Regions from separate parts of the Mus musculus genome. Here regions 2, 3, 4, 5, 6 and 7 are each linked to region 1. The links are chromatin contacts, called in public HiChIP or PLAC-seq and promoter capture Hi-C maps. All regions are on one chromosome and are shown on one strand. The core of a region is the stretch at or near the end of the contact, and the rest is flanking DNA. Distances in the headings are between cores, read along the strand shown.

The links. Promoter capture Hi-C pulls out the DNA fragments that hold promoters and counts their contacts. HiChIP or PLAC-seq counts read pairs in DNA pulled down with a chosen protein or histone mark.
Region 2: a contact with region 1 is called in an H3K4me3 HiChIP or PLAC-seq map of embryonic forebrain, with 11 times the contacts expected there. The contact joins the enhancer-like site here to the promoter of Ephb1 in region 1. A contact is called at or near these places in 1 of 39 promoter capture datasets (pre-B cells), 2 of 15 datasets of contacts at CTCF or cohesin (embryonic stem cells and large pre-B cells), 1 of 484 Hi-C or Micro-C datasets (B cells) and 3 of 115 datasets of contacts at active chromatin or transcription factors (embryonic forebrain, forebrain and stem cell-derived neural progenitor cells).
Region 3: a contact with region 1 is called in a promoter capture Hi-C map of hippocampal neurons, with 3 times the contacts expected there. The contact joins the enhancer-like site here to the promoter of Ephb1 in region 1. A contact is called at or near these places in 2 of 39 promoter capture datasets (hippocampal neurons and pre-B cells), 2 of 15 datasets of contacts at CTCF or cohesin (embryonic stem cells and large pre-B cells), 1 of 484 Hi-C or Micro-C datasets (B cells) and 3 of 115 datasets of contacts at active chromatin or transcription factors (embryonic forebrain, forebrain and stem cell-derived neural progenitor cells).
Region 4: a contact with region 1 is called in an H3K4me3 HiChIP or PLAC-seq map of embryonic forebrain, with 6 times the contacts expected there. The contact joins the promoter of Slc35g2 here to the promoter of Ephb1 in region 1. A contact is called at or near these places in 1 of 39 promoter capture datasets (hippocampal neurons) and 1 of 115 datasets of contacts at active chromatin or transcription factors (embryonic forebrain).
Region 5: an H3K4me3 HiChIP or PLAC-seq map of embryonic forebrain shows a contact between it and region 1, with 4 times the contacts expected there. The contact joins the promoter of Pccb here to the promoter of Ephb1 in region 1. A contact is called at or near these places in 1 of 39 promoter capture datasets (embryonic stem cells) and 2 of 115 datasets of contacts at active chromatin or transcription factors (embryonic forebrain and embryonic stem cells).
Region 6: a contact with region 1 is called in an H3K4me3 HiChIP or PLAC-seq map of forebrain, with 8 times the contacts expected there. The contact joins the enhancer-like site here to the promoter of Ephb1 in region 1. A contact is called at or near these places in 8 of 39 promoter capture datasets (the 3T3-L1 cell line, cranial neural crest, hippocampal neurons and 4 more) and 2 of 115 datasets of contacts at active chromatin or transcription factors (forebrain and neural tube).
Region 7: a contact with region 1 is called in a promoter capture Hi-C map of hippocampal neurons, with 35 times the contacts expected there. The contact joins the enhancer-like site here to the promoter of Ephb1 in region 1. A contact is called at or near these places in 16 of 39 promoter capture datasets (the 3T3-L1 cell line, 3T3-L1-derived adipocytes, the C10 cell line and 11 more), 3 of 15 datasets of contacts at CTCF or cohesin (embryonic stem cells, large pre-B cells and pro-B cells), 48 of 484 Hi-C or Micro-C datasets (B cells, the Ba/F3 cell line, CD4 T cells and 32 more) and 10 of 115 datasets of contacts at active chromatin or transcription factors (SST interneurons, astrocytes, embryonic forebrain and 6 more).

The regions. Positions count from the first base shown.
Region 1 is chr9:102,353,150-102,356,702 of GRCm38.p6, forward strand. Ephb1 (Eph receptor B1) reads right to left here and starts at 1,544. Exons shown (of 16, transcript NM_173447.3): 1 at 1,133-1,544. The coding sequence starts at 1,190.
Region 2 is chr9:100,438,377-100,441,929 of GRCm38.p6, forward strand. No RefSeq gene overlaps it. Among named protein-coding and RNA genes, the nearest start is that of Gm28166, 9.8 kb to the right of the region's middle. Within about 2 kb of position 1,940, at least 110 of the 459 cell types and tissues checked have an H3K27ac peak or open chromatin away from gene starts, as enhancers often do. A contact at or near this core is called in embryonic forebrain and stem cell-derived neural progenitor cells, where this site is marked.
Region 3 is chr9:100,465,245-100,468,797 of GRCm38.p6, forward strand. Il20rb (interleukin 20 receptor beta) reads right to left here. Exons shown (of 7, transcript NM_001033543.3): 4 at 3,079-3,203; 5 at 969-1,119. Among named protein-coding and RNA genes, the nearest start is that of Gm28166, 17 kb to the left of the region's middle. Within about 2 kb of position 1,732, at least 45 of the 459 cell types and tissues checked have an H3K27ac peak or open chromatin away from gene starts, as enhancers often do. A contact at or near this core is called in hippocampal neurons, where this site is marked.
Region 4 is chr9:100,569,257-100,572,809 of GRCm38.p6, forward strand. Slc35g2 (solute carrier family 35, member G2) reads right to left here and starts at 1,829. Exons shown (of 2, transcript NM_001101483.1): 1 at 1,692-1,829.
Region 5 is chr9:101,033,295-101,036,847 of GRCm38.p6, forward strand. It overlaps Pccb (propionyl Coenzyme A carboxylase, beta polypeptide), which reads right to left and starts at 1,590. Exons shown (of 15, transcript NM_025835.3): 1 at 1,375-1,590. The coding sequence starts at 1,563.
Region 6 is chr9:101,157,868-101,161,420 of GRCm38.p6, forward strand. The region is part of intron 6 of Ppp2r3a (protein phosphatase 2, regulatory subunit B'', alpha); the gene reads right to left. Among named protein-coding and RNA genes, the nearest start is that of Gm24338, 63 kb to the right of the region's middle. Within about 2 kb of position 2,039, at least 24 of the 459 cell types and tissues checked have an H3K27ac peak or open chromatin away from gene starts, as enhancers often do. A contact at or near this core is called in forebrain, where this site is marked.
Region 7 is chr9:101,178,783-101,182,335 of GRCm38.p6, forward strand. Ppp2r3a (protein phosphatase 2, regulatory subunit B'', alpha) reads right to left here. Exons shown (of 14, transcript NM_001161362.3): 5 at 1,553-1,655. Among named protein-coding and RNA genes, the nearest start is that of Gm24338, 42 kb to the right of the region's middle. Within about 2 kb of position 1,654, at least 33 of the 459 cell types and tissues checked have an H3K27ac peak or open chromatin away from gene starts, as enhancers often do. A contact at or near this core is called in SST interneurons, cortical glia, cortical neurons and 10 more, where this site is marked.

The sequences.
Region 1 (3,553 bases), core at 294-2,793:
CTGCGAACCTTCCACGAGGAATGTCCCTACGGGTGGAGTCCACCTGGCCAGAGACATCCATCGGGATGTGGGGCTTCCAGCAGGGGTGGCGTGGCGGCGGCGCCTCACCCCAGAGTTGCTCTGTTCGAGATAACTCTAACTGCTCCTTCTCTACTGAGATGCGTCCCTGGAGGTGGCGGCCGCCGCGGCTCCGCAGGGAAGGTTGGGGGCGGGGAAGGGGGCGGGAGGCGGGGAGGCGAGCAGGGATTTCCCACGGGATTCGCGGGAGCCCTGAGCGCCGGGGCTCCTGGGTGCGCCGGGTAAGGGGTCCGCTGAGCGGGTTTGGCTGGCCACCAGCGGGAGGCACAACCACGCTGAGCCAGCAGGGATGGTGTCTTGGCTCGTGGGCTCGCAGCCACGCAGTCTCTTCTAACTGCCGGATGAGTTTAAGCACCGCCAGCACTCACCCAAGCCCACCCCTGCTCCAAAGCTCAGAAGGCGAGAAAGGCGTCCGCCTCGCACTTGCTGTCCCTGGAAGATTGCAACCCGGCAGCTTCTAGGGCTGATTTCCCCCCCAGGGTGCGGTCAATGGATTTGGCCCCTCTCGTTTGGCAGTCACTTGCTGGGGTACTAGTAGGACCTTCTGTGATCCCCCAAGCAGCCTGCCTGCGGAGCCCAGAGTCCGGAAACCTCAGACTGCGAAAGGGAGACAGCAAGCTACCGCTCGCCAGCCAGCGCATCCAGGCCCGGGATAGAAAGAGCCGAAGGTGCCGACTCTAGGAGCCCAGTGGCCCGAGGTATCGCTTCCCAGACCAGCTTCGCCCAGAGCTAAGGAGCTTGCACCGCAATGCAGCGGGATCCAGGCTCTCTAAGCCGGAGATGTCCGGTGATCGTGCTGTCTGGGAGCACCAGAGCGCAGGAGCCGAAAGACTCTGCGTGCGAACGAACCTGCTGTGGGCGCCCAGGGTCGGCGCAGGGCATGCCTGTGGGTACCGCCCCATCCCGGTGCCCCATCTCTACCCAGGATCGGTGACATTCTCTCTCTCCAGCACCAGGATGCCCGGCCGAGCAGCCAAAGGAGCCCTGCAAAGCGCGCGGCACCCATGAACTGGCAGCCGGCAGCCACCAAGTTGCTCCGCGAAGGGTACGTTACCTTCCATCGCGGCCACTGCAGATGCCAGGAGGAAGAGCAGCAAGCAATCCAGGGCCATCGCCGGCCAGCGGCCCCCAGGCCGAGCCCCAGCGGAGACGCGCCGCGTCCCAGGGCGCCGCTGCGCTCCCGGCGGGTGGCTTCTCCGTGTCCTTTCGCGCTCTGGCCGGGACCGGACTCCCCGGAGCGCGGCGTGGGCGTGGGCGGGAGTGTGCGCGCGTGGGGCGGTGCGGGCGCGCGTGGATGTGGGTGTGCATGTGTGTGTGTGTGTTTATGGGAGAGGTGGGTGTGTGCGTGCGTGTGTGAGAGAGGGTGAGGGAGAGCGAGCCTGGGAGAGCGCGCGAGAGCGTGTGCGTCCTGGTGTCACATTGCGAGCTACAGCGGAGCCTACGGGAGGACAGAGCGGGCCAGACTGACGGGGGAGGGAGCGGGATCCCCCACCATCAGCTCTCTCTCCACCCCTAACACCTCCTGTCCAATCAAGGAATCAAACCTGCAAAATTCCCTCATCCAATCAGGCGCGAGCACCTCCTTACACTGGCATTGTTAGTTTAAGAAAAACTTTTGCTTGCAAGGCTGTGTGGGAGGGTTAGGAAGGCGCTAGGAGGTGATCGCGCTCCCTCTTGTGGTGATTTAGGAGAACTGCAGCCTCGCACGCTCGCTTTCCCCAAGCTGAAAAGGAGGGGCTCAGCCAAGAAGTCAACTGAGGTCCCTTATGCTTACAGACACCCCACAGCTACTCCTGACTATTCCTATGCAGAATGCCGCCACCCTATATCATTTTACTAATCAATTTTGTTTATTTTTGAGTCTTGTCTGATCTCGTTCACTCAGAATTCCTGGAACCTTAACAGTGTCTTATTCTTGGCATGCATCTGTGGAGTGAGTGAATATGGTTTCAAGACTTTATGGCCGGCTGCTCGGGGGTAGTTAGAACACCCTGTGGGCTTCCTATCATATCCTCAGCTGTATATCTCCAAAAGTCTCTTCCCAGGTGGATCTCTGAGCATCCACTGTAGGGCCTGCTGTCAGAAGACAGTCATAATGGGAAGACATGAAGAAACAGCCGAAAGTCTGACAACTTGTTGGGGTATGGGGAAGGGAGACATTGCTTTGAACCAGGCCTGGAGGTAGGTGGGAAGGACTGAGTTCTGCAACCACAGGAAAACCAGGCTCCAGAATAGAAGTGGTTTCCCACCATCAGCTCTGATGATAATGCCCCATTTTGCTGTCTGTTGATCAGGTCAGGCTGTTTCAGATCCGGCCCTGGCCTTGATGCTTGTCAGAAGCTGTGTGGCAGAAGGTCCTCACCTCCTCCCGCAAGGTTAGGGATGCTCCTGGAAGACTCATGTGGGAGGGGCTTCAGCCCCCTCCCCAAACCTTTTAAAGACATTAACATCTGGCAACTCTCCTTTGGGAATTTAGTTACATTGATTCCCCACCCTGGGTACTTACTCTGTCTTTCACAGACACTGCCTCCCTCTTCACCACCCCAGCCACACTCAGACCCCTGATTCTGACAGGTCTTTGTTTCCCAGACTTTGACACAGGCTGTTTGTGTCTTCCCCTACCATCCACCCATCCGGCCTCAGAACCTGAAAGGATGACGTCAGTGACCGCTGCTTAATCTTCCCTAATACTACCTCAGCTGCTCTTTGTCCCTCCACAGCACTGTGTCTTGAAGTCCCTTAAGTGAGGGATGCCCCTCTCTGACATGGGTGAGTACTGGGTCTTTTGCAGCTTTGGCAACACTCTCCACAGTCCAATTTCACTGCCTACCTGTCTTACTACTTCTTGCCCTTCCTCCTTCATCCCTCCAGCCTCTAAGAGAGGAATCCCCAAAGCTCTTACCTTGAAACCCCTCCCCCTCCCTGCACTGGTGACCAACTGCATCCATCCCTGTGGATGGATTATAGATAGATGATGGATGGAAAACAGACTGATGGATGGATGGATGGATGGATGGATGGATGGACAGACAAATGGATGGGTGGATGGACAGACAGATAGGTGAATGGACAGATGAATGGATGGATAAATGGGTGGATGGATGGATGGATGGATGGATGGATGGATGGATGGATGAATGATGACAAGCAGATGAATGGATGGGTGGGGTGGGTAGATGATCTCAGATGGATGTTGGGTGCATGCATGAGTGGTTTGTGGGCTCTTTCCTTCCCTCCACCCCACCAAGCACACCCAGCAAAACCCCCTCTCCTGCTTCCTCTTCTTTATGCCTTTGTCTCAGGTCTATCCATCTGTCTCAGCTCTGTGTCACCCCTCCTCCCTCTGGACAACTGAAGAATCTAACTGGCCACCCGGTTTCTGTCCTCTGTAACCCCGCTGAGTGCTGCCGCCAGCGTAATCTTTCCTAAGCTAATCTTGGTCTTATCTCTTCATAGTGTTTCAACCCAGCGGCTC
Region 2 (3,553 bases), core at 690-3,189, 1.9 Mb before region 1:
TTCAGGCACAGCTCACAGCCAAGAATGAGTTAATTTTATCTGCTACTGTGTGAGAAAGGGAACCATAGGCAAGTAGGCAGAAACTACCTGATTCTGCCTCTTTTAAAAGTAATTCCTTTTTTTTAAAGATTTATTTACTTATTTTATGTATGTGAGTACACTGTAGCTATCTTCAGACACACCAGAAGAGGGTATCAGATCCCATTACAGATGGTTATGAGCCACTATGTGGTTGCTGGGAATTGAACTCAGGACCTCTGGAAGAGCAGTCAGTGCTTTTAACCACTGAGCCATCTCTCCAGTCCTTAAATAATTCTTAATTGGACAGTGGTGTGTATACACCTTTAATCCCAACACTCAAGAGGCAGAAGCAGGTAGGTCTCTGAGTTTGAGGCTAGTCTGCTTAATACAGAGAGTTTTAGGACACCCAGAGCTACACGGAGAAAATAAGTAAGTAAGTAAGTAAGTAAGTAAGTAAGTAAATAAATAAATAAATAAATAAATAAGGTAATTCTTGGACATTTAGCCCAGACACAGTAGTCTGTTCAAAACACAGATATTGTATCAACCACAGTTGATCTTGTGGTTTTGATTTTCAGAGCTGTGAAAAAAGAAAGCTAGCTTCTCTTTTAGCTTCTATTCCCCTGGAAGTCTAGCTAATTACTCCTGTGGCCCACAGCATCCCGGAACATCCTCCTTCCCGGAACATCCTCCTTAGAAGGAGCCCCAGCACCAGTTAGTTCACCTAAACAGAAACAGCCAACAGCACGTGCCTACATCATGAAGGGAACAACCGACTGACCAGTGCACTGACTTAGACAAAGCCAAGAGGACTCCGACGTCCACGCACGTTTTCCTGTTGGTATCCCACAGCTGCCGGATTAAGAGTGATGGACAGGAGAACTATCTCTTACCAATTAATTCCAGAGTATAATTTGTAGCCTGGGCCCATCCTTGGATGATCCTGAGCTGTTAACAAACCATGACACCGCTTTAATTTCTCCTTTGCCCCCATACTTTATTAAAAAACCTAGAGTAGGTTCTATCAAATATCCCTTCAAGGAAAAACAGAGAGAGGGGAAGAAATGGAGTGACATTTGTCTCAGTGCAATATGAAAGATTAGAGTTGGCTGGATAAAGAGGGGGAGGAGGGGCATGGGTTCTTGTGAAACACACGCACGCACAGGGACACACACACACAATTTCTCTTTCGCAATGACCTCCTTATGCCCCATCCATCAGCCTGGGGTTGGCTTATTCTAACTAGCAGATTCCTTTATTCTGTATAACAGGCCCATCAGACACAATCTGCATGCCAATTACTGGCACAGACCCCTTGATACCAAAAAATGGAAATTAGCTGTCAAGAAAAGCCTTCAGCTGGCCAGGCCTCTTCTGGCTCTCTATTTCCGGCTCATACACCCCGTCATTCTGCCCAGCGCCCTGCTCTCGCCAGGGAGTCCCCGGTGGAAAAAGTCATCTAAAAATACAAACATATTTTATTATTATTAGTATTAGTTGCTGACTTTCTCAGTACAATGTGAAATTCACCAGTGGGCAAAAGCTGCTTAGGGCGGAAATGGGTGAGAGAGGTTGATTTCTGATAATTGCATTTCTGTGGGAGCAGATCAAGTCGTCCCATGAAAGGACATTCAAAGAAACTGAGGGTGAAGGCAGAGGAGAACAGACAAAGAATGGGATTCTGTAACGGAGATAACAATCAGAACTTTCACACTCAAGAATGGGCCCAGGCAGGGTCGAAGGGACAGAGGTGAGCAGAGCTCTGTGCACGAACAAGCTTGCAACCAGGCTTCGCATCCTAATTGCCTCTTGAAAAGCCAGGCTGTGGCCAGCTGGAGAGCCTCCAGCACACAGGGAACACAGAGAGTGTGTTGCCGGCAAGATCCCTCCCCTGCTACTTGCAGGGACTCTGAAACTCAGTTCCTCTTCTCTTTTTGCCAACATGAGTCACAGGCAGAGGCAGTCTGTTTTCCACCATCCAAGATGTAAGCCTCTGTGTTGAATCTCTTTATAGGACAAAGGAGTCTCTGATGGTCACCTGGAAGATTCCGGGTGGGGCCTTCATTCAGGGAGGGACATATCACCCCGATAGTATAGTTCTCATTCTTTAAAAACATTTTTAGTAAGAGGACTGATGACATAACTCAGTGGTGACTCATTGGCCCCGCATGTGTGAGGCCCTAAGTTCAACTCCGGATTGAAAGAAAGAAAAAAATGAGTAAGGAACAATTATCTAATCGTCTACTATTGTATGTTTTCATTATGACATAATTCAAGACTTGCTCAAGATCTGTCTCCCTTCATTAGTAAGTAGCAAGTAGCCATCTTTAAAACAAACAAACAAAAACCTCTTCTTTCCCTGTATTCTGAGAGCTAAAAATTGTCAGACAGAAATCTGGACAACTTTAGATCCCCTTGTCCAGAACGTGGTGTGTGAACAGCTTCATTCACCCAGCATCTACAGTGAGCAGCTGCAAGGTCGGCACGGCAAGCCAGACACACTAATGAATGAGGTGAGCAGACACCGACCGCCATTATGAGTGGTTCGTGAACAAGTCCCATGACTCTGCCTTGAGGAACATGTGGGGACCAAATCCAGCTGACATTCCTCATTAGCATTCATTTTCTTTTCTTTCTTTAAGATTAGGTCTCACTCTGCAGCCCTGGCCAGCCTCACACTTACTCCCCAGGCTGGCTTGGAACTCAAAGAGATCTGCCAGCCTCTGCCTCCTGAGTGCTGAGATTAAAGGTGTGTGCTATCAGACCCAGCCTTATCATCATTTCTTGTCACTCTTATTTTGAAGAAGGTATTGTTACAGGTCTCCTCACCCTCCACTTGCTTTATTGGCTGTTTTTTGTTGTTGCTTGTGTGGTTAGTCTGTTTGACAGGGCCACTGAGATGGCTCACCGGGTAAAGGTGCCTGTCACCAAACCTGACGGACTGAGTTTCATCCCTAGAACCCACAAATTGGAGGGAGAGAGCCAATCCCCATAAGCTGTTCTCTGAGTTCCATGCATGTTCTGTAACATGCATACCCTCATGCTTGTACACACACACATGTAAGCATACAAATAAATAAATGGTATACATTGCATACACTAGCAAGATTTTGCTGAAAGGACCCAGATATAGCTGTCTCTTGTGAGACTATGCCGGGGCCTAGCAAACACAGAAGTGGATGATCACAGTCAGCTATTGGATGGATCACACGGCCCCCAATGGAGGAGCTAGAGAAATTACCCAAGGAGCTAAAGGGAACTGCAACCTTATAGGTGGAACAACATTATGAACTAACCAATACCCCGGAGCTCTTGACTCTAGCTGCATATGTATCAAAAGATGGCCTAGTCGACCATCACTGCAAAGAGAGGCCCATTGGACTTGCAAACTGTATATGCCCCAGTACAGGGGAACCCCAGGGCCAAAAAGGGGGAGTGGGTGGGTAGGGGATTGGGGGGTGGGTATAGCGGACTTTTGGGACAGCATTGAAAATGTAAACGAGGAAAATACCTAATAAAAAAAATAAAATAA
Region 3 (3,553 bases), core at 482-2,981, 1.9 Mb before region 1:
TAAATGGAGAAGAGACATAGAAAAGGTAATTTACATGTATACTGTGTGCCATGGGCCATGTGAAGAGACTTATATATTCAAAACAATAATTTTTTAAAGCTTACAAGAAAAATGTAACTAGTGGTGTTTGCACGGTGGGCTCACGGAATGTAAGATTTTGTTTCTCTTCAAAGAGTTTTTAATTGCTGTAGGTTTTTTTAGATGGTGAGCGAGAGAGGTAGACAGAGGGTCTAGGGAGGTGCTCCAGTCAGTAAAGTGCCCGGCATGCCAGCATTAGGAGCCAGGGTTGGATCTATGACATCCATATAAAAGCCAGGAAAGGCTGTGTACATCTATAACATGGGTGCGGGGGAGTCACTGGAGCTTGTTGGCCAGACAGCATAGCCAGTCAGTTAGATCTGGGGTCAGTGAGAGAGGCTGCCTCATAAAATAGAAAAAGAGGAAGAGAACAGATGCCCAATACAGCCTCTGTCCTTCACACCCACATGTGCATGTGTGGACATACATACACATGCATATATATGTGCACACACGCATACCTACACACATGTATATACACAACACAAACACAATTTTTAAATTGTTTAAATTCAAGTGAAAAAAGTCAAAAAGAGGGCTCTATAGACTCTACGATCCCTTCTAGACAAAAGCGGCTGTAATTGTATTATACAGTGTGGTGTCTCCCCCTCCTTCCAAGACCTGGCAAGGTAGTCTTGTAACAATGTGCCCCACGAGGAGGTAACTTTGGGGGCAGTTCCAGTCAACTGCTCAAGAAATCCTATCCAGTCCCCATGGTGGGCTTCCACCCATGGGGGAGTCGGAGTTTACCTTAGAACCCACCAAGCCTGGAAGCAAGCCTGGAGGTAAAGCCAGGGAAAGACTCAGAACCAGGCACCCGACGGGCATCCAGGCATGCAGTGGTAAGGCTGCCAAGTGCAGGGACCCAGGGACAAGCAGGTTATCCTTACCTTGCATCTCCACACACGTAGGCTGGCTGAAGGCACTGTGCCTCCCGATGGCTTTCACCAGTGCCTGCGCCTTCACACAGTACATGGCCCCCGGTTCCATGGTTTCTAGGTGCACCGGAATGTCCCCACTCCTCACCATCTTAACATGTTCCTTTTAAAAAAAGATTAAGACGCAGTTAGTACCTAAAGGTAGCAGAGCTGAAGATGGTGGGGAGAGCTGGGCAGGAAAAAGTGCAGGTAGTCCTTTCCAGAACATTCCAGAACAGAGAACACATCTCACGCATTCATGAAGGCATTCATTTCTTCATCCACGCACTCATAGCTATTAGGCCTGTACTAATATACTGATATAAAAATGTAGTAATATAATTCGGGATGCAGCACCGAATGAAACACATAAGCCCCTGCTCTCAGAGACCTTGCATGCGGGAGAGAAATATTACATAAACACATTCCTGTCGTGATTAGAGTTACGAAGCCAAATTGGGGCAAGGCAAAGAGAGTGGCTAGGAGGCACAAGGGTTAAAGGGAGATAAGAAACAGCCTCTCCAACAGGACAAGGTTTGAGCAGAGTCCATCCACCTGTCTGCCCAACCCTCAACACCCACTCTAACCCCCAGGCCTGTAGAGGAGCCTGTAGAAGCTTGTGTGACCCAGCCCAGATGACTCAGGGCATACACTCTCTCAGCAATGAGCCTCCCAGTTACAAGGGAGGGGGAAAGGCTCCACCCCCAAAGACTATGAGGTTGATGCGTGCTCTCTCCTGCCAAGTAGCATTTCTCCCACTCGGTTCCATCTGCCTGGCTGGCAATGCAACGTGCTACTAGTGTGCCCTGACCCAGCAGGGTAAATATTGGCCAATAACTTGTCCCACCTGCCCACAGCTATCTTCCAAGATCACTGTCCCACTCCAATGAGGGTGCAGAGCCCCCAGATATTGCTATGTGACACTGAACAGCCCAGGCTGAGAAGGGGTCCCACGGAGCTCCACTGGCTGTCCAAACCCCACGCAGCTTAGACCGACCGGTAAGGCACAAGCAATGAGGTTCATCCCTGAAGGATTTGGTCTTGGGGAACCAAATACCTCAAGCTGGACAGGAGGACAAAGGGAGAGGAGTGGGTGAGGAGGGTCAGTCTGAGATGCTTTGAGGAGTCAGGGAGGCACAGTCACAGGCATGGATAGGACCTGGGAGTGAAGGGGAGAGGCCACAGTAAGACCTTCAAGAAGAAGAACCAAGGCTCCCACAGGCCAGAGTCCCTGTGTAGTGAAGACTGTACTTCTGCCTGGCCCTTTGCTGGTTCTGCTCACAGATTTGGTGAGACACCTCTGTTGCCCATGTTGATCCTTCTGAGAAAATTAGCTTTCCTTGTGCCCACTGAGGTGGGCCACCAGGCTCTGCCATTATATCCGCTTAAACAGGGTTCCATAGGGCATGGCGTCCCCTGGGTCTGCTAGAGGGTTTTATACCGTGTTGCCTCTGCTGTTTGTCTGACCACTCTTCCATGAGGGCTGGCCTCCCACTCACCTCAGACTACAGCGGCCTTCCCATGGGGAAGGGCAGCTCCCTTCCAAGCTTTCTGCACGGCCCATTGTATCATAATTAGATAGTCTTATTCATAAGCTAGCTCCTGGCTCCGTGCCCCACTTCCACACTCTGCCAAGACACACACCCTCGAGAGGTTCATGCCCACCTTCTGCTTTTGAAATCATCCGGAACACCCTGGGCTGGAACATCCTGCCCTGTTGGCCCTATATGTCTGAGACTAGGTGGTGAGGAAGAAAAGAAAACCCAAATGCATCAAAAAAGCACTAGGGGTTCGGGGGGGGGGGGCATTAAAGCAAGGGAATCAGTCTCCCAAACTTCAATAGACCTGGCCTGAAAAGGGCCCAGATACCCTGGCCGAGGCCTAGGATGAACAAAGGTTCCTTTGAGGAAGGAGTGTAGGGATGGATGGTTGGTTCTCTCATCTCTCCTTTCTTAAACTTCACCCTGGTCAAGCCACTTATGCCATGAGCACTGCAAAGCTAGACACACTCCCTCTCCCCCCAGAAAGCTGTGCGCCTTCTCTAAGGCGTGACTCAAAGGCCAGGGTCTGCGGGAAGCCTCACCGCGGCGCCAGGCTCCCTCCTCCAGTAGACCACAAGGAACTCAAACTGGGGCCCCAGGTCTTCCAGCTCAATAACCAGATGCAGCCCATGTTCAGTGACCTCCATCCTGGGTGGGGTGAGGACAGCTGTTGGCAAGAGAAAGAAAGAATCAAAGTCAGCTCCAGGGAGAACCGGTTTCCTTGGGATAAAATGACCATGCCATCAGTGGAGACACAGCGGCCAGATGGGTGGGCGAGGGGGCGGGATGGTCTGCCGAGGGGTCCTAGTGTGTGGAATAATGTATATAAGCACTCTTCTGCACTCCACGGATGCTCATAAGATTCTTTTTAAATTTTATTTATATTAAATTTTGTTTTCAAAAAATATATTTGGTGAGTGTGTGTGTGTGTGTGTGTGTGTGTGTGTGTGTGTGTGTGTGTGTGCGCGCGCGTGCTTGCATGTGAAACACAGAGGCCAGTTCTCTTCTTCTACCAGG
Region 4 (3,553 bases), core at 579-3,078, 1.8 Mb before region 1:
ACCAAAAACAGAACAGACAGAAGAATGGTCCATCTAAAAGTACATGTGTGCTCACACAAAAGAATTTTTGTATTTCTTGATTACCTAAATTTCTTTAAATAAGCATGCTTTCTTTTGTCTTTCAGTCGATTGATTGTTTGATTGATTGATTGATTGATTGATTGTGTCAGTGAGAAGCCCACATAAGGTCTCTTGAACGCTGAGTGGATGCTCTACCACAGAGCTACACTCCCAGTCCCTCTAATACAGCATTCTCTGGAACGTTGGAACAGATGATTATGAAAATTAATTGTGCTGTAGAGTCCAGAAACTCAAGAGGAGTCAAAAAATAAATAAAAAAAGATAAGTCACAAAAGGTTCTGGGAAATGTGTGGCTTGTGGTACATGATAGCTTTGAAAAGAGATGAGCATTATGTTTGTAGGTATATACTCATACATATATCCTTCACATGCATGCACATACATTAGGGCCGGTGTGCTTGCTCACAGTGTGTACTTTTAGGAAATCAAGCAAGCTGGGTTTTATCTCTTCTTCCAAGTTGAACCACATTTCCCTGCAGTGTTTCCCTCAGGAGACCACGCTCAACCCATCTGTGAAGAGTTTCAGTGTCTAGCCGGCTCCGGCCTGGCCGCTTGCTTTGGCCATGAGTTATTTTTTGGCAAAGGTGCAAAATAGGAAAATATGGCTGGCATAGGCCCAGGAAGTCGTAGACCTGGGCACGAGGAGCTTCAGCACCACGGACACAGTCAACTCTGCTCAAAGCCATTTCCCGAAAAGAGCCCGCAGACTTGGCCCACTCCGCGCCTGCCCCCTCACCCTCCCGGCCTGGTGTGAGACTGTCTAGGAGCTCCTCAATCCTCGGGACGGGAAGTTGCTCCTGCTCCTACCAGAGCCTGGTGACAGCCTGGGTAGTGACGTGGATCTGCGCAGCGCCCCCAGCTGCCCCAGGAAGAGTGAGTGTTCTTCCTGCCAGTTCCCGCGACCCGTCTTCCCCCATGAGCTAAACGGTCACACACTGCGTAAAATTCTAAACCTAGAACCAATTCCGTCAAGAAAATCCGCATTTTGTTCTACGTGGATAGATGAGATGAAACTGACTTGCCAGAGCCTCCACCTCCACACTCTGGTCCTTCCTCCCTATCGAGTCAAGAAACAGGAAAATCTCAACCCATCTAATCTGGAGTTCAAGACTCAAAAGACACAAGACAGGAAAGTGATGGCAAATCCAAAATCTTTGTCAGACTCCTAAAACCACCCAGTAATTTTTCGAAAGTTGCATTCGCAATCACTCCTATGACGCCACAAGCACTCGCCGAGCTTGTGTGGGCTCCGGGGCCAAAGAAGGGACAAGCCCTGACCTTCATCATGCGACTGGGGTTGGGCCCACACAAGCAACTGTGTCAGGCCCGAGGATGGTGCTGACTATCACCCCGCTGTTCCTGTTCTCCAGGACAGCAACGGGGAGAAGTGGGCACTGGATGGCTTTTCTGGCGTCCTGCAGAGACGCGCGCTCCACCGAGGTCTATCAAGTAGGCGGGGCGCTTGACGGGAGCCTACCTTACCCCAAACGAGGCGCCCTACGGGTCACTTGCCACCGACGTGGGGCTCGGTGCGCTCCCTCTTCCCGACGGGGCCAGACGGCTGAGTCCCGCACCGCCCGCTGCTGCCCACCCGCCACCGGCTCAGTTACCTGGAAGTCGCGGCTAGGCCGGTGCGCCGGGGGCACTAGCGGACTCCCGCGCTCCTGGTCTGGCCTCCCTAGCCAGCTGAGGCCGCCGCGCGCTCGGCGGGGACCACTGCAGCCTGGACTGCCAGGGGCGGCCAGCAAGGAGAGGGGCGCCAGACGCGGGCACTGCGCCTGCGCTCTCCGCTGCCCCAACCCCCCACCGCAGGCGCTGCGGGAGTGGAAGACGGCAGGAGACCACCAGGATGTTTGCTTAGACCTGGGGACTGGCCCTCCCCGAGAGGCGTGAGCGTCCCAGGCAATGGAAGCTGCCAACGCCCTGGGGCGGAGAGTGGGGGCAGGCGGGGTTGGGGGGGGTGGGGGGGGCTCTTAGAAGCAATCGACTGCCAGCCAGGGTGACTAGGTCCTCTGGGAAGAGATGAGGAAGCATTCTCCATTCATTTCTATCTGGTTGTAAGAACTAAAAATTATTTCTTGATATTTGAAGTGGTGACAGTATCGATAAACCTTGGGACAGAATAATCTTGGGATATCCCTGAGTCCTGACCGTTTTACCCAGGTTTTGCAAGATGGGAGAAGTCTTGACAATGCAAATGTTTGTATACCCCAATCCCCAAAGCTAAATGAACACACTCTTAAAAACAAACCAAGTCACCAAGGCAATGAGAGTCCAGGAGACAGGCTGGAAGACCATGACTGTAGATTAGGTAAGAAACAATCAGGCCTGAATTATGGTGCTAACTATGGAAAGACAAGTGTCTTCTGCCAGATTTTTCATAGTCTGTTTAGATCCCTTTCTGTCCTGCTCTGACTCAGGACTCACCTTGATGGATGAAGCCAAGTGTCTTCTAGCTTTTGGATAGTGTGGGCAAGTGAGAGACACATGGGAAACAGAGTTACTGTTATCCACGTCTTCATCTCAAAGTCAGAACCCAAATCCTCTGGTAGAGTTTTGTGTTTGCACACCTGACCACTAGCTGTCCTCCTCCTTCAATCCTGGATGGCTCCCAGAGGGTTCTTTTACATATCACATACATATACAAACACAAACATACACACACATATACACATACTCACACGCACACACACAAACACACATATACACACATACTCACAAGCACATACACAAACACACACCTTAATGGATGAAGTCAACTGTCTTCTAGCTTATGGATGGTGTGAGTATATGAGACACACGGGAAACACATACACACATATGTACACATATACACACATATGCATACAAATACAAACACACACATACACACATTTACATACAAATACACACACATACATACATACATATGCACACACATACCATACCAGCTTTTGTTGTGCAAACCTTGTTCCTTAATTTGAAACTATTGGTTGAATAAAGATGCCTATAGCCTGTAGCTGGGCAGAAGAGAGGTTGGCAGGGCTTCGGTTCCCTGGCTTGGGGTCTGAGGCAAAGACCAAAAGGAGAGAGGAGGAAGCCCCCATGGGGTAGGTGGATTGAGAGGACCAGCCCAGTTGGAGTAGGAACAGTCCTGGCAGAACATGGCAAGTGTCAGGATTCTTTTTTGGGGTTTTTTTGTTGTTGTTGTTGTTTTTTTTTTTTTTTTTTTTTTTTTTGGTTTTTCTAGACAGGGTTTCTCTATGTAGCCCTGGCTGTCCTGGAACTCACTCTGTAGACCAGGCTGGCCTTGAACTCAGAAATCCGCCTGCCTCTGCCTCCCGAGTGCTGAGATTAAAGGTGTGCACCACCACGCCCGGCCAAGTGTTGGGATTCTTGACAGAAAAGTAGACAAAAGAGCATAGAGGGCTGATATCTGCCCAGCTCTAATGCATTAAGGCTTATTATGAATATAAAGGTTTTGTGTCTTTTT
Region 5 (3,553 bases), core at 340-2,839, 1.3 Mb before region 1:
TAATCTAACAACTACGGAGATAGACAGATAGATAGATATATAGATAATAGACAGATCGATAAATTTTAAGATATTCATACTTTCTGGTCCTCTTTTAGGACATCTGATTCACGGACATAATGAAAAACTTGCTTAAAGGGAACACAAATTAGCCTCCCAACTAAATAAACTCTGACAGCAGAAAACCTGCTCTGAAGGCCTTAATGTAAGAGCATCAGGATCTTGCCTGGGGTGCAATAGGCAACTGAGCAAGGGTGTCCCAAGAGAAAGGTTACCAGAGCAGTGACAGGCTTTCCCAGGGAACTTAATAGCCCTTCAGAGGGACCCCAAGGGAGAGAGGGCTTATGGCTCACCATAAACCTTACAACCACATTTACATCCCTAAGTGTCAAGAGGAATAAATAGTTTTCCTTGAGCATTTTTCTTTTTTCAAACCTAACTCAGGACATCTGAATCAACATTTGACCCAGATTTTCACACACTTGGGTAAGACTTGCATGCCCTTCACAGGAGCCCTTCCCTTAGGGAACCTTCATGTTAACTTATCCAGCTCTTCTGCCTGGACTCACTCAGTTGTCAAGGACACACTGGGCAAGTCTGGCTTCAAGTCTAGGGTCACCTCTTCCAGCTTCTGTTGTTTTTTGTTTTTCTGCTGCTAAATGACCTCCCCAGAAGAAGCTCAAATGTGATTCCCGCCTCAGCTGCTCTCAGCAGAGTAGCCTGAGAGTTTATAGAAAGTCCACCTGCTTCCTATGCAGCAGATCGATACATGAACCTCTCAAGAGGCCAACCAGACTTCCTCGGTCACAGGCGTCACAAATCCCCAGCACGCAGGGAGACAACACACCAGGTTAATGTGAACATAACCAAGTTTTTTCTAATACTTCGTGCCTGGGTTTTACTGCTTCCTTCCCCGAGAAGAGGGAAGGGAAAAAAAAAAAAAAAAAAAAAACTGTCATAAACACTTTCAGGCAGCGGGAGAACAATCCCGTCTTTTAAATTCAGAGCCTGTGGCCGATTAACGTGGCAATCTTATTCAAACAAGACCTGGAAGACATTATTCTGTTTACGGTGCTTTCTAAAGACCACCTTTCCCAAAAGTTCAAAGCTGCTAAGTGGAGCGCAGCTGGAGACCGGTCACATCCATCCATCCATCCGACGACCAATGCCCACCACCACCGCCTGGGGACCTCCCTAAGTGGTGCAGATGTCTACTGACACCCGAGGGGGCTCTAGGTTCTCCAGGTGGACGTTCTCGCCGCGCCCCTCCCAGGCGCAGCGCCTATTGGCTGGGAGGCTCGTGCGCCGCGAGCCCGGCGCGCTGTGATAGGGCGGGAGCGGAGGGGGCGGGACGCACTGGCGCCCGTGACTCACTCGCTTGTGCTGCGCGTCGATGCGGCGCTGGCCTCCTCCCAGCAACGCTGCATGGCGCTTGTTGTCGATGCGCTCTTTAACTGAAACCGGCTGGCTGCAAAGGCCGCGGGTCGTGATGCCGAGGCCGCAATTCAGAACGCTGAGCCTCGCTCCAGCCGCCACCGCCCGAATCCTAATCGCCGCCGCCATTTTTTTTTTTTTTTTTTTTTGACTGCCAGCGTGACACACACTGCACCTCAGGACGCATGCGCAGAGAGCGTAGACATTGCGAGTCTGCGCCTGCGCGTCGTCGCTGGCCCTAAAGCTGGTAGCAGTCACAGGCTTGCATTCAGGCTCAAGGCGGTCCTGTTCTAGGAAATACCTGCCTCTCAGCTCTGTGCCCGTGTAGCCACACAGAACAAGGACTTCATTCCTCGTTCTGCGTTAGCCATCTAAACTCCAGGCTTCGTCGACCCTCTTCCCCCCAAAAATGAATAGATAATGAGCTCTGACCAACTTTTACCAAATGCTGTGCCAGGTTTTGCTCTTAAAACTTAGCCTTGAAATAATTTATATCCAGATTTCAGAGATGGGATACACAGGAACAGAAGTAGGTTTGTATGGCGTCAAGACTGAAATGTTTTGTGAGCTACGTATTGAGCTCCAGAGAGGGTCTCTTAAAGGGGAGAGGAGCTGGGAAGCTACTTGGCTCAGTGCTAAGTTAAAGCCTTTGCCAGCCTGAGTATGAGGACCAAAATTGGGGTCCCCAAACTCAGTACTCAGCCAGAGTAATGAGTGTCTGTACAGAGAGGTTGCCTAGGTGAGATAGCTGACAGAAATAAAAGAATCCCAGGAAGCTCACGGAACAGCCACCCTAGCATGTACAGAAGCAAATGAGACCCAATTCTCACACAAATAAGGGGACCATTGACACCCCATGTTGTCCTGTGACTTCCACATGTGCACGCCCAAACTCTGATACACACAAATTATTTGATGTTTTTTAAGTTTGTGACGAGACACAGAATGGTGAAGTAAACTTTTAGAGACCATTGTGCTAGGTCTAGGCTCCATAGGGTTTTACAGTAGGGGAGAGAGGTTGGCCTCAACCCCGAATACACCAAAGACAAGATGTATCGGGGAGGGAGCTCAATGGATAGAAAATTAATAGGGAACACAGGGCAAGGAGCAATCTGACAAACAACGTTTGCTTGGTTGAAGGCAAGCCAGGGTGCTCAGACATCATTTGGGGGACAGTGGAAGAAGAACCTTATCAAATATGGAGGGCGATCCCTCATCAAGGGTGGAAGATTCTGGCATAACTGACTTAGCAGGATTCTTGGCAAAGCTACCCTCTAGAAGAGAGGACCTGGGAGCCAAGGTCAGTTCTATTCAAGAGATGCTCAGTAGAGCCTGACCGAAGTTTGGTCAAGAAGAGAATCTTGTCAACACAGCGGCTTTGGCATTAGCTGGGAGGAAATAGGAAAAGTAAACTAGGAGCAGACTGCTCGGGCTCAGACCTACTAATCAGAGGGGATGCAAGGCGGCGGCGGGGGCGGGGGGCGGGGGCGGGGGGGGGGGGGGGAGGCTGCTGACCTCTTAGCAAGGACCCTTTAGTCAGTTCAGATGCTAACATCTGAGAAGTGCTGCTCCAGTGCTTTCGAAAACTCTACTATGAATGCTTTCTCATCTGTTTACCCAGCGAAGTGGCAGGTCTTTAAGGCAAAGTACAAGGTGCATATTTCTCATTCTTAGCCAAAAAATAAAAAATAAAAAAATAAAAAAAGCCTGCCAGAGTTGATTATTAACCCTTCCTAAATCCACCTCACTCCACCTCTCTGCAGGACTCCCACAGAGTTCAAATTCTGGCCTGAGACTTTAACGTTAATGTCATTTTATTTATTTATTTCATTTACGTTTTGAGGCTCTCTCTCTCTTAAACTGGCCTGGAACTCATGATGTAGACAAGATTGGCCCGAAATTCAGAGATCCACCTGCCTCAGCCTTTCAAGTACTGGGATTAAACATGGCTGAATAATCATCTTTGAGCCACCTACTTGCCGCAAGTTGTGTTTCTTAGAACTGTTTCCCTCAACATAGACAGAAGCTGTCCAAGGTCTGAAGACTCCTGACTGGGCAAGGAACTCCTACATCTACGGGACACCAGATGAGAGAGCTCTTGGCCCTGCTTTTTTTTTTT
Region 6 (3,553 bases), core at 789-3,288, 1.2 Mb before region 1:
AGGAAATTATCAGATAAGTGGATGGAGCTAGAAAAAAAAATCCCCGAGTGAGGTAACTCCGATCCAAAGAGACAAATATTGTATGTTTTCTCTTATATGTGGATGTTAGCTTTTAAACCTTCAATATGTGTGCTGCAATCTGGAAATCTACAAAGGTATTGAGTAAAGGACTAGCAGGAAGGAAAGGTTTTCCAAAGGAAGGAGAAATAAGATATATTGGTATGCAGAGACAAAGGAGAAACTAGAAATAGGAAAATTAAATAGAAAGAGGGATGGTAAAGGAGGGAGTACAGGGAGGCACAACTAACTAACGCTAAAGGACATTTAAAAACTACATGACAACATACTACTGTAGACATATTCTAAAATATATACATATATGACACCAATGCCCTGACTAGACACCTTATGTTACCAAGTTAAATAAACTGCCAGTGCTAGCACTGAGTTACATTTTGTTGAGTCTTTGGCCCCGTGGAAATCCCCAAATATCCCAGGATATTGTCAAGGTTATTCTGCACAGCCTAATAGCCCGATTGCTGATGGCAATACTTACATATGCTATCAAGCACAGAAAAGTAAAGCTGGTGTTAACTAGAAGCTTCACTCCTGCTGACTAAAATTCATGGTATTGGGATGTAATCTGCAAGCTACCAGAGAAGGGTAATCATCAGTATTTTCTAGCTACAAATCCTGGTCACCTGTAACAGTAGCTTGCTTGCAAGATATACTGTACAATAATGGCACAAATGGTATAGGGGCAACCAAGTACTTTTTAAAAAAAGATTGGTCAAAAGGCTTACTCCATGGGATGAAACTCCTACTTGACTGCACACACATGCCCTGCACAAGTGTGGAGGTCAGAGGATAACTTTTGGTATTTGGCCATCTCCACCTAGTTAGTCCAGAAGTTGAACTAAGGTTATCAGGCTTAGTGGTAGGTACCTTTAATGGCTGAACCATCTTGCTGGCCTGGCCCTCAAAGTCAGTATCAATATACACATACAATTTTTATTGTTCACTATCACTAGAGTTTTGTATAAATTTATTTCTTGATTTAGACTATAAGCTTAATTTAAAGTAAGTTAAAGTATGTATATTATTTATGGAAGCAAATATTATAAAACCTTGATCTGCATTACTTTTCTCTCCTTTCTACTTTTTAAAAAATTATGTTTATGTGTAGATGTGAATATATGCACCTACATACAAGTGGGTGCCCATGGAATTCAGAAGAGGGCAGTGGATCCCCCTGGAGCTGGAGTCACAGGTAGTTGTGAGATGCCCACACGGGTCCTGGGACCAAACTCTGGTCCTTAGGAAGAGCAGTACATGCTCTCAACTATGGAGATATTTTTCTATCAGTCTTTCTACCTTTTGGCAGAATTTTAAATTTTTAGGAATTTAAAAGTTTTATGTGATAGAGAGATGACTTGGTGTAAGAACACTTGCAGAGGACCTAAGTTTGGTTCCCAGCACCCACAAGATGGCTCACAACCATCTGATCCTGGGAATCTGATATCCTCTTCTGATCTCTGTGACACTAGGCATACATGTGGTACATATACATACATGTAGGCAAAGCAGTCACGTATCTAAAATTAAAAAAGAAACACATAAGTGTGTTAGGTGTGTTCTGTTGTGAGTCTTTGCTAAGCTGCTTTGTTTGCAGTGTAAAATAACACACTTGTGTCTTCCATCTCCCCAGTTGCCACATTCTGAGGCTCAACTTGATAGCAGATGTATTGTTTCTTCATTACTGAAGTTGGGCTACCATCTAGTGGTGAAAGCATGTAGCAGCTGGCTCTCCATTTTGCTTGCTGTTTTAACAACTTTGTCACAATTTTGAAATATAAAAAATAGCAAGAATCATTCTTTACTACTAGTGAGAAAAATAAAACTGACAGTCTTTCACCAAGACCTCTAGTCAGATTGACAGACAAGTTGAATCATGTGTCAGTCCCCTTCTTTGTATATATGAAGATGGAAACTAATTCATGACACAGGCTGCCAGGATAGAAAATGCTTGGCTCTAGTACATGCTATTTTTGAAAGTAGATGAAATAAAGAGAGGAATTAACAAAGAATTCTAACTATAGGCGATGAGTTCAGATAAACATAGTCAAGCAATGGAGACCTGGCTCTTCTACCTGGAAAGTCATACTGAGTGGACCACCAATTCATTCTTTGACTGTCAGAGCTCTGAAGTTTCTTCTCAGTCTTTCTAAATAATTTGGACAACTACACAATGTTTCTAAAAATTGATTTCTTTCTATGCCGAGAGAAAAGGGGAACAAGTTTAAAGCTCTCTCTATGGTGAGAAGCAGCTACTGCACAGCTTAGTAATTTTAGCTTAAAGTGATAGATTCAGGCCAAGTGAGAACCGAGTAAACCACTGAGACACCATCTGTGTGAGCCCCAGAATAGCTTCCCTGCCAGTGCCAGGGCCACGGAGAACTCTTCGAAGGCCCATTGCTCACTGTAAAAACGTAAATGGGCCACCTCCCTTTTCAAGGCTGGCATATGTTGGCATACTTAAGCAGAGCATTTAGTCACTAACAATCTCTTGGCCCAACATGTAAAGCTGTAAGTCAAAGGCTATAGTTTGTTGGTATTCATATTTTTATTTTCATTCACTGCCAAAATAACTTGTCTTTTCAGTTGGTAACCTTTTTAGGAAATAAGGAATGTGGGCTGACTTTTGGAGTACTTTCTTACCTAGCTGATGTTCTTTCTAGTCTTAAAAACACTGACAAAATTGTTACCAAAACAGAATGTATATTCTTTTATCACAGAGCTTTATGATTTATTAATTATGATCTTCACTGTTTTGCTATGAGTAAGATCTTTCTTTAGTTTGGTCACTTTCATGCCCAAGTATACGATTAGTCAATTTCATACTAGAGAGTATGTTGCAATTATTCTAGAAGAACCTCACTTGTGCAAACTTAACACTAAAGTTTCAGCAACTTCATGCTATTATTTGGCTAGATTTCCTAATAGAAAGGGCTTTGGAAAGAACAGGCAACCAATACAAAGTTCTGTTTTCAGATACTCATTGTTAGACTTTTGCTTTGACTTGTTTTGTGGCTCTAGGACACTTCATGCCAGACAAGTGCTCACCACTGAGCCACACACATCTCCAGCCCTTTATTGTTATACTGATGGTCTAAAATTTCCACAGTACAGTTATTTTGATATCTCAGTATGTACAGATTCATATCATGTACTTCCAAGTAAGTCTTGATACTCTTTATGATGCTATTTTACTGTTACAAATATTTTCCAGTTTAGTGCTTACTTCTGAGTAATAGAATCATTTTTCTACATTGAAGACAAAGTATAATACTAACATAAAAGTATGCATTTCATACCTATAAGCAATAATATGCAAATACCATGAAAATGACGACAGCAGAGATAGTTAATTATATTCTCTTAGTGACTAGTATAGTTCTTAACTTTTCTTTTTTCTTTTTTTCTTTGTATAGTTTTTTCTTTGTCCAACAATTATTAAGCTAGTGGAATTTCCTAAAAAGTGGGAGAAAAATCA
Region 7 (3,553 bases), core at 404-2,903, 1.2 Mb before region 1:
TCTGAGTTCTCTGCAAGAGCAACTTTGCTTTTAACCATTGGGCCAATGCTCCATCTCAAAACACACAGTTCTGAGATTTATTCATAAAGATCTGAGACATATCTTTTCTACATGTAGAAAACATATTTGAAAACAACAGGTTTTAACATTGCTGAAGCAGAAAAGAAAAAATGAGAAGTGTCCTGTTGTTTTCATTTATTTGGTTCCATCAGTGCAAATTGTCCCAAACAATTGTGTTCCCTGGATGAGTAAATAGAGAGCTATGGAGATAGCATAAATCACTAATCTCCCTGAAATCCGGGGTAGTAATAAGGCCTACTGCCCTTAACTTAAATGATTCCTAGGCTGGAAAGCTCTGATACGCAGGCTTTGTGTCTTGTTTTTCTCGCCTACACATGCTTTCTTTTTACTGTGCTCCTGCCTACCTTTATGGGCTAGTGGCAACTGTCCTTGCAAACCTCAGTATAATTGATTCAAGTTTCCATTCTCTTATTTCATCATTCATCCACTGGTTTCTTGAGACAGCTCTTGGTATTTTAATAGTGTAGGTTATATCCTCTTGCTGTCTCCAGTGCTAGGATTACAGGCAGGCACGAGCAAGCACCATCATGCACAGCTCTTTTTCCTATTCTAATCTTCTGTTACAAATAGATCTTAGTGGGAAATCAGAGAGCCATTTAGATATGTGCGTAAACCAAAGAGTCAGGATTCACCGAACTCCCAGACTACAGAGTTCGTGACAGTTATTCTGATTATTTCATAGCCTTTTCTTGTTTCTGACCAGATTCTTTAAAGATTTCCATACAACATTATTTTGATTATATTCTTTCTCAACTTTGATCCTCAACTTTGTTTTTCTCATTCTTAGAAACAAACAACAAGAAAACATCCCGTCCTGGTCCCCCTACCCCCCTCGCAACCTAGTTCATTTTATGTTGGCCAACTCTTCCAAACTCTTCCAATGAGGTTTGCCCTGGAGAACTGTTGATACACCCAGGATCACTCCATTAAGAAAACTGATTTTATCTCTTCCAAATACTATCAGTTCCTGCTAGGTTCTTAACGATGGCTGATGTTAAATTCTACAGTTTCCTGAGATGCTCCATGCTTACCGCGACTGGCTAGGGAGGAGGCTGGATACAGTGGAAACAGCCCTGCTTTGTCCATTTTATACTGAGTTTTGTTTTAGATTCCATCTAACAAGATTTTTTTACTACTAAAACAATTTGAAAACCATTCTTAACAATCTGGCTTCTAGATGTATGTAGCTCAGTTGCATAGTTACACTTTAAAATGAAAAATTATAGTTATACTTTACAAGTATAGATATACTTTAAAATGAAAAAAAATCACCATAAGGTATATGGTGGTATATACCTTAATCCTAGCATTTGGGATTAAGAGTTTGATGTTAGCACTGGCTATACAGTAAGACGCCGTTATTAACAAACAAAAAATTTCAGAAACAACCAGCCAAAGAAACAAACAAAAAACCCCCTTTCATACTCCAAAAATAAATTCCATTTTTAAAAGGTACAAAAAAAAATATCACCTGAAGTAAAGGGATAAAATCCTCTTGTTCTAGATAGCTGCAGCTGGGCTTTGCCAGAAGCCAGATGAACTTGGCAGCATCGTCATGACGGTTACTTAGCAACCTACAAAAGAAACACTGGTTAGGAAGATCTGGTGCTCAGAACATACAATGACTACACACTTACAGGCTGGTAATTTTAGGCTGACTTGGGTGCTATTTAGATTAAGAATCAAATGTTCTTTGTCTTTTCATTTTCAGTGCTGGGAATTAAAGGGTAAGCTTTGTGCAAGTCCCCTACTACTGTTACCCCTGACCATGGCTTCCATGCTTCTGGTTTTTGTCAAAGGAGTGTCAATTACAGGATGGTGAACTTTTCTTCTGGGATGTTTTTGAGACCGAGACCATGGGGTGAAACTAACTGATAAAGGTAAATGTGTTATTAGGGAGAAGGCTCATTCAGTTAAGCCTCACGGGGCTTTAAACTCTGACTTTTAAAGAACAAGCTTCGGGACGAAGCCCTCTGTCACGTGTTCTGACTTTCTAGAATTCCTCACCTCCAACCATAGTTCCATAGACCCTGACAGAAAAGTCAAAGCACTGAAAAAGCAAAACAACTACTTTTTCCTGGACTTTGTTTTTTATGTTTGTTAGTTTTTGTAAAAATGGTGGTGCTAAGCCAGGCAGAGGTGGCACATGACTTTAATGCCAACACTTGGGAGGCAGAACTAGGGCAATCTTGGTGAGTTTGAGGCCAGCCTGGACTACAGAACTAGTTCCAGGACAGCTAGTTCCAGGACAGAAACCGTGTCTTGAAAACAAAACCCAGAACAATAACAATAGGGAAAAGGGTGCTACTCAGACTTTGTTTTCTGGGTTTGAAACTTTGGGGTCATTTAATTTTTTCTTATCATCTATATCTAATTATTAACTCCAGATTTTCTGATTTTCCTTCATTAATCAAATTGATTATTGAATGCAAACTGTATGTCAGGTATTTTATCTGGCCTTGAATGGGTTTGGATAAAAGAAAATGAGATAGTTTTATTCCCTATAAGGAATGTACAGTTCAGTGTTTGGTTTCCAACAGAATCATACGACTGTGGAACCACTGCGGTATTGAGTAATGAGTACAGCTGTCATGAAAGCACAGAGCAGGCCCGTGAGATTTCCAGCAGAGAAAAATAGGAAAGAAAGAAGTGTTGTGGTGAGGAGGGCCGCATGCACAGATGCCTGGTGAGAGAGTCATTACAGCGTCTGGGCAACACCCAGTGCAGAGCTCGTAAGAGGAGGGGAGAATTTAAGGTGCTTGTTCTAAATCCAGCCCAAAGGCACTCTGACAGCAGGGAAATGATTTCCTTATGCTTAGGACTTCACTATTCAACTTCAAATTCTATACAGCTCTCACTAACAGAGTAAGCCAGGATGCATGTGTCTATGTCAAAATATTGTAATTCTATATTATCACCTTCTAGTTATTCTTTGTGCTTGAATACTTTTTGGTCTTAAAATATGGTATCTTATATTGCAGCCCACACTATGCAGGAATTCATAGCAATCTTCTTACATCAGCTTTCAAAGTGCGGGGATTACAGGCATGAACCCTTATGCTTGGCTTAAACATTTTATATAAAATACTCAAACTGCTTGCTATGAAGGGTGAAAATCACAAAAAACTTCAAAAACTCAAATCCCATTCCTAGGGATGGTAACTCAAACCATCATTCACTCACTCAGTGTTCCTAAATACTCACCCTTGAGCCTGCCTTACAGAATCTGACTTTTAAATGGCATTTAAGAGGAGGTCCCACTAGAGGGCGCCCACACCATTTTAGTAACTGACAGTGTACACTCATTCAGTAGGACTTTCCCACCGAGGGATTGGAATGCTGCTGGTGCCCTGTAACTCCCTTGGTGAGCAGTTTCTGCAGACTTGCCCATCATGACTTTCTGTTCCTTTACTCTTCTGCAGAAGTTGCTTTCCCTCAGAGATGGCAGCTCATTTCAATGGATGGATGTGAC